Linked DNA regions of Canis lupus: region 2 is linked to region 1. Evidence: chromatin contacts called from public Hi-C data. All regions are on one chromosome and are shown on one strand. The core of a region is the stretch at or near the end of the contact, and the rest is flanking DNA. Distances in the headings are between cores, read along the strand shown. Region 1 holds the start of NEK11 (serine/threonine-protein kinase Nek11). Region 2 holds the start of MRPL3 (39S ribosomal protein L3, mitochondrial).

Region 1 (4,838 bases), core at 1,751-4,250:
TGTGCCCGAGATTGCGAATCCGAGAACCACCGAGGAGCCGACACCGATGCAAACACATGAGGGTTTATTGACAAGCTCGAGCCTGGGTCCAAGTACACCTGACACAGTGGGGCAGGGACTTGGACCCCGAGACTAAGAGGCTTAGCAGCTTTTTAGGGGCCAGTGGCCAATGCGATACGCAGAAAGTTGCACAGTCATGTTGGTTCATCGCAGGTGGCCCATTGAATTACATTTTACCCTAAAGTATCCACTTGAACTGGCCTATCACTGAGCCGGATTTCCGATTAGAGTGTGCCCCGGGCTTGACTAGGGTGTGGCAGTGCCCTAAGCAATAAGCAGGTCGGCCTATCACTGACCCCATTTCCGATTAGGGTACGCCCCGCCTTGACTAGGGTGGGGCAGTGCCCTAAGCAGGTCGGCACAAGGTGGGTGCAGCACAAAATGGAGTCAGTCCTGCTCTGCTTGTCCAGGGGTAGGGGATTTTTGTTAAATTTCCTGGGTCCCACAATTTCTTAAAATTTATTTCTTAAAATCTATACATTTGCATCAATCTCTTCGTAAGTCTTTCTTCCCACCTTATGTCTGTTTTGATTAACAAACAGTGAGTTAGGATCACACTAGAAATTAGCATAGAATTTTTTTCTGTAGATATTAAACCTTGGCTTTTGCATTTATTAGAATAGATGTGAAGAGGAACAAAGACTTCAGAATAAATTTTTCCCATCCTAAACCAATTCTGATCTAGTTTCTGAAGTTATTATACACACTGTGTATAGAGTAATCTCTCTGGATTGGAAATAAGTGTCACAAATGCAGTTCAAACCAAAAACTGTGTTTTGATGATAGCTGAATATACATGTGTTATAATTCCTCAAGGAACTATAAATGTGCTGCAGGATTATGAAAAGTAGGACTGTTTTATATGAGTGTATGCCCAGTAAAATCACTTTTACTTCATCAAAATGTAAAATGTTTTGTTGGTAATCATGAAAAGTGGATTTGTTTAAAATCTATGAAAACATGATTTTTAATTGAAGACAGTCTATGCCTTGGAGTCAAGTTTCCACAACTATAAGACAAAAACTTATCGTGTATAACGATAAAACGAGATGCTACCTGTGTAGTTTGGGGTTCATGACCAACACACTTTGCATGGTGGTGGCAATTACAAATATCCTCAGACTAGAACAAAACAGTAAATGTGTATTTAGGCATTTTTCTTCTTAAACTAATGCATTAATCAGTTAGGTTTTACCTGATGCCAGTAAGATGTATTCTATAAATAGCTTTAAAAAGGGGGAGGGCATGTATGGCTGGCTCAGTTGGCAGAGCATGCCACTCTTGATCTCAGGACTGTGGGTTTGAACCCCATGTTGGGTGTGGAGATTACCTAAAAATAAAATCTAAGAAAAAGGAGGAGGAGAAGAAACCAATCATCGTGTGCTCATGACAATACTAAAACGTTAGCATTGTGTCGGAACCTCAAAATCCCTGAATTAATAAAAATTTACATCAGATTATCAAGATCACAGAAAATATCAGTAAAATCTACTACTGAAAAAAAATGACTGGAGAGCAGTCCTCCAGATGTGTATTTTGTTTGCTTTCCCTGCTCCCACAAAAGTGATACTTTCTGGCAAATTAAAATACATGGACTCATAGAGTTTTCAACAGGAAAGAACCCTCCAGATGACCCAGTAATTCTCCTTATATTAGGGATGAGATAAAGGTCCCTATTCAGTGAAGGACAGACTAGTTCTGGAGAAGTCCAATTTCCCAGGGGCTCCTGTTTGTAAATGAGCTTAATTTTAAACCCAGCAATGTCATCTAAGCAGTCTGGCCAGGCCCACAGACTACTTTGGAACTAGGTTCCCTTCTGCCAAACTCCCAGACTCAGCCCTGTGACCTTTAGTAATCAATTCCACTAATCTCCTCTGTGCAACCACAGAGCTACCCTAGCAGGTCCCATGTTGTCTAGATTCCAGAACTATCTGTTCCTTTGTCAACGTTCACTCGCCCCTACCTCCTGAAGGTTGTGGATGAAGCTGAGCGCCAGATACACACACCTTCTGTATCTTTGTATCCTTGGCTCCTGTCATATAGTAGTAGGTGGTTCAACAAATTCTGTTAAGGCAAACAGGCATCCACACACAGACCGACTGTTGCCCAAGGGAGGAAAAAAAAAGTGTGCGTGGTGAGAGGAGGGAAGAGAAGACTTAGAAAGTCGGATGGGAACCGTGAGAAAGGGGAGAGATGACCTCCTGCAAACTGACCTGGCTGGGGGCAAAAGACAAGGGAAGGAGCGTGTTCATCACGGGTTCAAGTCAAGTAGTTCTCTTCCCTTGTCATAAAGAGAGGAAGCAGGTCAGACACCAGATTCTGCTTAAGTGGAACACTAACCTTTTTTTTTTTTTAATTTTATTTACTTATTCATGAGAGACACACACAGAGAGAGGCAGAGGCACAGGCAGAGAGAGAAGCAGGCTCCCTGCAGGGAGCCCGACGTGGGACCCTACCCCGGGTCTCCAGGGTCACGCCCTGCGCCGAAGGCTGCCCCTCCCCCACCGAACCCTAACCTTAAAGGCAAACCTTAACCTTAAGGTAAAACGAACATTCCCTGCCTCAACTTCTTTTTTAAAAAAATTACATTTTCGCAAAGCGGGCTAACATATACGGAGGCGGCGCCGGCCACGCTTCTGCTCCGGAGGCGGGAGCGGATCTGGGAGGCGAGGAGCCAAGGGAAGCGGAGGGGTCGCGGGCACGGAGGCCCCCGGGGGCCGAGCCCCGCTGGGGCGACCTGAAGCCATCACCGTCCGCGGCTTCGGGGAGCCCGGCGCGCCACGCGGGCCGCCCTTCGCATACCTTTCGGGGCCGAGGGCGGAGGAGCTGCGGCGCCAGGCCGTGCCCACGGTCCCACCCGTAATTGGGACGGACGCCGGGCAGGTCTCCCGTAGGTGCAGCAGCCTCGCCGAGCCGCCCGACCTCGGGGCCAGGCTGTTGCGCCCCGTTGCCAGGGAGACAGCGTGGGGCATGCTGGGAAGCGGCGGGAGGCGGCACGGGGCCGGGCGCCGAGGCGGAAGTGTGCGGTGACCCAGGTGGGCGGGGAAAGGCGACCAGGTCGGGCCCGCCTGGCTCTCCTAACGTGGCAGCGGCCCTCTCGGAGCTGACATCCCCGCCTGCCTTGAGCGACCTCGCGCCCCGCGGCCCCGGAGCCCCTGTGCCCCCGCGCCCTCCGGCTCCACCAGCTTCCTGGACGCGAGCTTTCCCAGTGACGTCATACGCGGCGACTTCCGGTTCCCGCTCCCCAGGTCGGACCCTCACGTGCGGGCGGTTCCAGCAGTGGCTCCTGCAGCCTTTTAATGGAAGGGCCGGCCCCGGGGAGGACGGTGCAGGTGCGCTCGGCTGCTGGCCCGGGTGGCCGGTTATGAGGGTTGTGGAGGAGCGAGGTGTGAAGGCCTGTGTTTGACGACTGGCCTCAAGCCTTCTGGGCGCCTTCCTCCGACCCAGCACACGTTTGTTCAGCTCCTGCGAGGCCCTGTAATTAGCTTAGGAGGAGTGGCCACGGCCTCCGTTCGCATAAGCTTTGCAAGACAGACGTCAATAAATAACTGCTATACCAGATAAGATGCTGAGGAGGGCAGGGCCAAAACTGGGGTGAACTGGCGTGGGCGCAAAATGCAAGGGGTGCCCCAGAAGTCTGTAATCAAGATAGACACATTTTAATGCAATATAATTAAAAATCAAAATCAATGCAAAAGAAATCGGGCGTCGATAAAAATCTCATGGTTTTTAAATAAAGACCGTGCCACGCTGAGCCCTATTGGAGCGGGAGGCCCAAGGAAAAGCTAGTAACACACACTCTGTGACTCCAGTTAGCCAGAGAGGGAGCGATATTCTTGGTCCTGAGCCAGATATGCAATTGCAAGAAGAGGGAAAGAACCTCTAGTTAGGGTGAAGCTGGGGAGTTCCTGCATGCATGTAGCAGTAATTTTCCTTACTCAAAACTATATGCCAATTAAGATGGGACTGACCACAAGCCAAGGCCTAAACGAAATTCCCAGACTGATTATCAATAAAGAAAAACTGGATGGGTATCATTGACCCTACACACTTTCGTTAACTGAAGCCCGGTACTCTCTGGTTCGTTAGTTATGAGAGTGAGAGGGTATCATTTTTATAGCTCAGGACTTTTTATTTTGACCCCGCGAAAATGTTGTTGCAAGGTGATGACTGTTATGTTTCCATATCAGAGCCCGCAGTAGGCTCTGTTAGTATGTCAGTAATGGGCTTTAACTGATTTTCTTTTAGAATCAATAGCCTCCACCCTATCCAGAGATTAAACTCCATGAAACCATTGCATTTGTGCCTTGTCACACATGGGGAAAGCAAAAGAGAATGAAAAGGCACTCAGCTAGGTGGTGTTACTTGAGCATCTAGGTAAGAATTGAGAGGCTAACGCCTAATATGTTCTGTTTAAAGAGCTGTTCATAACATTTGATGTTGGTTTGTGGTGTTGGAAATTAAGACTCGGTCCCCATTAAACAGCATTAGTTGAAAGTGTGTTCTGCTGTTTTAAACAGGCAATTCTTCAGACAGTCATCATGGGTATTCGAGGACTAATGAGCTTTGTGGAAGATCATAGTAATGAGTTCTTCACTGATTTGAAGTTAAGAGACACAAAAATTGTCATTGATGGCTACGCTCTCTTCCACCGGCTTTGCTTCAACTCAAACTTGGAACTTCGGTATGGAGGAGACTATGATTCTTTTGCAGATGTTGCACAAAAATTCTTTGAATCACTGTTGGCTTGTAATATCTGTCCATATGTTGTATTAGAT
Region 2 (4,838 bases), core at 692-3,191, 360 kb before region 1:
GTTTGGTGTTCTAATATTGTGCTGTACAGCTTTCTCTTCTTGGGAGCAGTCAAGGCACTTGGACTCTGAGTCACCTTGCCTGGGATCAACTCCTAAAACTACCACTTAACGTAACAAACTTGAGGTCTGTGAACCTGGATGAGCTGCTTGTTTTCTTTGTGCCTCAACTTCCACATCTGCAAGTGAGCATGAGAACAGTAGTACCTACATGACAGGTGAGTAGTGACTTAACGTATGTAAAGCACTTAGGAGAGTGCCTACCACTCAGCAAGAGTGAGGTGTTAGCTATTTCTCATTTTTCTGGGTATTCATTTTCCAAGAATAATCAAAATCCCAAATGAACTCAGTCTCCAGGAATTTCTCAAGACTTTATCTTCTGGGATCAGAGGGGACACCCTGACCATGGTTCCAGGTGACAAGAATACTCACTGATCTAGAGCCACACTCCAGCCATCAGAACTATACTGGCATCAGGAGAAAGACCAGGAAGAAGAATCCTGCCTTTGGTTTAAAGTATTTGGTCCCCTGGCATGTGATGTTCCACTGTCTATTGCTAACACTTTTGTTCAGTCATCAAAGAATTTTAAAGCAACATACATGGGTTTAATTAAGTGTTATTTGGAAGTATCCAGGGTAAACACAATAGCAATTGGTTGAATAGAAAAGCAAGCAAAGCGAAGATTTTGAACCTACTTAATTCCAAGTAGTAACCAGGAATTGATCATTGCCTGGATATCTTAAGCCAGGCTAGCCAGATCACTAATAAAAAGAGGCTGTTGAAATAGCTAAATTTTAAAGCTCTTATTCCCAAATTTCTACCAACACCCATTAAGCAAATAAGGAAATGGACTTTTGAAGTAGAATGAGTGCCCAAGGCACACACATGCTGATTAGGCTGGGTCTGGGACGCAGGACAAGGCTTTATTTGTAGAGAAGATTTATGAGGTAGGCACTGCTGCATCACAAACACCCTAACACTTACTCAAAGTAAGAGTCATCATTTATTTTCTTTGGCATTTCTTCTGGTCAGGAACCTGTGAGTTCAGGCTCAAGCTGGGCAGTTCAGGCTCAAGGTCTTTCAGCAGATGCAGTCACCTGAAGGGTGGTCTGGGACCTGAGGGTCCAATTCTGGGTGGCTCGCTTCCAGCTGGAAAGGAGCCTCTCTACAGGGCTGTTTGGGTGTCCGCAGGACAGGACCGCTGCCTTTCCCCATAGGGAGCACTCCAACAGACCAAGACAGAAGTAGCAATACCCTGTATGACCCTGCCCTGCAAGTCACACAACATCACCTTGGCCATGCCCTATTATTAATACATGCTGGCCCTGTGTCTGTACCAGCTCTGTCCCTCTGCCAGATGTACTACTGTGGACCAGCACCAAAATTCTGAGTCCCTGTTCCCTCATTTGTAATATAAAAATAACAATTTCCAGGGCACCTGGGTGACTCAGCGGTTGAGCATCTACCTTCGGCCCAGGTCGTCTTCCCAGGGTCCTGGGTTCGAGTCCCAATCAGGCTCTCCAAGGGGAGCCTGCCTCTGCCTCTCTCTGTGTGTCTCTCATGAATAAATAAATGATCTTTTTTTTTTTTTTTTTTTTTTAGAAAAACGAAAAAATAAAAAATAATGTCCTTTCGGGGCTGTTTTGAACATAAATCAGTAGAACAATATCAAGGGCTGTTCAGTACAAGGAGCTGCCACACAGTGTGCATTATTTTTAAGTGATTTCGCTTCCTTAAGGAGCCTGTCCCCGGGTCGCCTCATTCTTGCAAAGTCTAAACTCCAAACATTCTTTTTTTTTTTTTTCTTTTAAACCCCTGGAGAGACAAGTGAGTCAGTCCCTGCCCTCCCTACTCTAACTCAGACCCAAAGTAGGACTCTCCCGAGGCGGAACTCTAATTCCCGGGGTGACTCTAGTGCCCGGGACGCATTGGGAAGCGGACCGGAAGTGGCTCCTCCGGCTCCTTTCCGGTCCCCGAGGGCAGCGGCAGGCAGCCGGCGGGACGTTCCTGGGAGGCTCGAGGCGGGCTGGCGGCTGCAGCGCGGGGACGCCTTGAAAGCAGAGCGGCGGGACGCCAGGAAGAGTAGCGGGGCGAGCCCTCCCGGCCACTCCATGTCTGGTTGGAGGCTGCTGGCCCAGGCCGGCGCCCAGGTGCTGGGCTGCAGCGCGGGCGGCCCGGGTGCTGCCCGGGGCTCGGCAAACAGGTGGGTGGGGGAGGGGGAGGTATGGTCCCTGCAAAACACACCTGGAGCCGAGCTTTGGCCCCCGGTGCGGACGGGTGCGCCCTGGGTGGACGGGGAAGGGGCTCCGTCCAGACCACAGGCGCAGGGGACTCAGAGCGTTACTCCAAGCAAGTGCCCATTGAAGGAGTGAGGGGGGATTTTTTTTTTTTTTTTTTTAATGTTTAACATTTATGAGCCAGCGCCTGGCAGGGAGCATTACCAACAGGATTAACACCTACCAATTAGTGGGCGTTTTCTATGTACCGAATGCTTTGATAGGTGTATTAGGCGCCGCCTTAGCTCAGTAGCCTCACGAGGTAGAATTGCTGCCCTTATGCATTTTACAGACACTGCCATGATGATATTTTGCAGATAAAAACAGAAGCTTGGAGAAGTAACTTAGTGTAAAGCTGGGACTCCGACCTGGATGTACCCGACCACGAAAGGTGGATAGACAGCAGAGAGTCTTAACTTTTCTGACCCTCCCGTGCAAGAATTTACCTCCTTCCCAACACAAGGTCTTTCTTGCGTTCAGGTTCTCAGAGAGATCATGTCTTTTACGGATCTTCTGAGCCTAGGCCTTGTCATTGCTGGGAAGAGGTGGGCTTGTCAGAGGGAGAGAGAGAGAGAGATCAGCATCCCACATTGTTACCCCCGCTGGGCTTAAACTATTAAGGTCCACCTACAAATGGATCAGGGCTTCCTGTGTCTAGGTAGGACAGTTCTGTTAGAAGTTGGTTTATAACAGCAGAGGGGATGAAGGCCTTTTACTCTAGGGTCATCCCTTAAACAATTAAGTGTGAAGCCCATTATTATAAGGAATGTCCGGGGGGGGGGGGGGGGGCGCGACTTGCACGGACTCCAAATCCTTTTCCTAAGGCCCAGACTACACTTTCTAACTCATGTGACCTCCCTCCCCCGCATTAAATGGGGGAAGCCTTTTATGTTTTGGTTTTCTAATTTTTGTTTTCATAGAACAGACATTTGGCTTTTGGTTAGAAGTCTCCATGGCAGAAGTGGTACATGGTGGGATGAGCATCTTTCGGAAGAAAACGTCACATTTGTTAAGCAGTTGGCCTCTGATGAAAATAAAGCCCAGTTAGCAAGTAAACTGTGTCCTTTGAAAGATGAACCCTGGCCTCTACATCCTTGGGAACCAGGTAGTTATTTTATATTTGATAGTCTCTCATTTTCCTAATTACTGTGTGTGGCTGGCACATCCAAAATCATAGTGACTGCCTGATGAATTTATCATGTCATGAATTTACTTTTCATGTCTTAAGTGTGTCTGTTTAATTGAGGTTTGGTTTGCAAGGTTATGTCTAGCATGCTGGTTTACTATTAGTGAATATCCGATGGTAATCAAGACTTCTTCAAGAAACTGTTTCGTAGGTGAAGGGAAGATCATTCTGCATATGTTTTTTGTTTCCTTCAGATTAAAAAAAAAATGTATAAAATAAACCAGAGAAGAAAAGTTAGAGGAGTATGATCTAAAACTACAGTGTGAAAAATAAATAAATAAATAAATAAAACTACAGTGTGTCACACAGATGTTTTCAGTTGGGATATCCAAGCACTCCAGGTTTGCCAAGCTTAACCCCAGAATCAGCTCCTTGTGTCCAGTAGAGTACTAAATCCATGTGTAGTGAGACTGAGAATAAGGCCTATACTGTTGAGAATGTGGTCTCTAGTTGGAGTTTATTGTGACAGTTGAATTGTATAGTGATCTGAAGTTCTTAGTGGAGGGCAGCCTGGGTGGCTCAGTGGCTTAGCGCCGCCTTCAGCCCAGGGCATGATCCTGGAGACCTGGGATCGAGTCCCACGTTGGGCTCCCTGCATGGAGCTTCTCCCTCTGCCTGTGTCTCTGCCTCTCTCTCTCTCTCTGTGTCTCTCTCATGAATAAATAAATAAAATCTTTTTTTTTTTTTAATAAAATCTTTTTAAAAAAAAAAAAGTTCTTAGTGGAGCAACTTTACTAACGTGTGCAAGAAATCTAAGTGGCATGGTGGAAGCTGACATATTTAGCCACTTGACCACTTGTGTCATCCCTGTAACACCAGCTAAGTTCTTAGAATTTGAGCAGATATTTTCTAATTAATGCACTTAGATATGAATTGATACTAGAAAAGCAAATTGTAATGATGGATTTATCATGCCCTCCATTAATACCATTATTTTAAAGCCAGAATATATCAGTTTACCTATTTTCTTTATTTTGTACAGTTTTCCTATATTTACTCATTATATAGAGATTTATTAAGTAACAATATGTTACCTAGCCATGCTTGAAGTCTGTTATATCTCTAAGGAACAGTAATGTTTTACTCTGAATATATTAGCATGTTTCTTACCTGCCTGTTGCTCATATTGGAACCACAGTATAGGAAATACTGTTGCTTCATTTTGGCAAATGTTGAAAAAGTTTGTAATAACATTGATTTGTTTTTAATTATCAGGTTCCTCTAGAGTAGGACTTATTGCACTGAAGCTGGGTATGATGCCTTTATGGACCAAAGATGGTAAAAGGCATGTGGTCACATTACTTCAGGTAAGAAAGAAACAGAAGATGTAACAGATGTGTACATGTGCCAAGATCTGAGTGCAAACCTGAATGGGCAA

Evidence for each region. A called contact is a pair of places that touch in the nucleus more often than the background predicts.
Region 2: a Hi-C map of blood shows a contact between it and region 1, with 2.2 times the contacts expected there. The contact joins the promoter of MRPL3 here to the promoter of NEK11 in region 1. A contact is called at or near these places in 2 of 9 Hi-C or Micro-C datasets (both in blood).

What each region holds. Positions count from the first base shown.
Region 1 is chr23:28,754,236-28,759,073 of UU_Cfam_GSD_1.0, reverse strand. It overlaps NEK11 (serine/threonine-protein kinase Nek11), which reads right to left and starts at 3,000. Exons shown (of 17, transcript XM_038570831.1): 1 at 2,863-3,000. It overlaps ASTE1 (protein asteroid homolog 1), which reads left to right and starts at 3,059. Exons shown (of 5, transcript XR_005377021.1): 1 at 3,059-3,392; 2 at 4,581-4,838.
Region 2 is chr23:29,117,070-29,121,907 of UU_Cfam_GSD_1.0, reverse strand. MRPL3 (39S ribosomal protein L3, mitochondrial) reads left to right here and starts at 1,941. Exons shown (of 9, transcript XM_038570848.1): 1 at 1,941-2,201; 2 at 3,195-3,379; 3 at 4,676-4,767. The coding sequence starts at 2,110.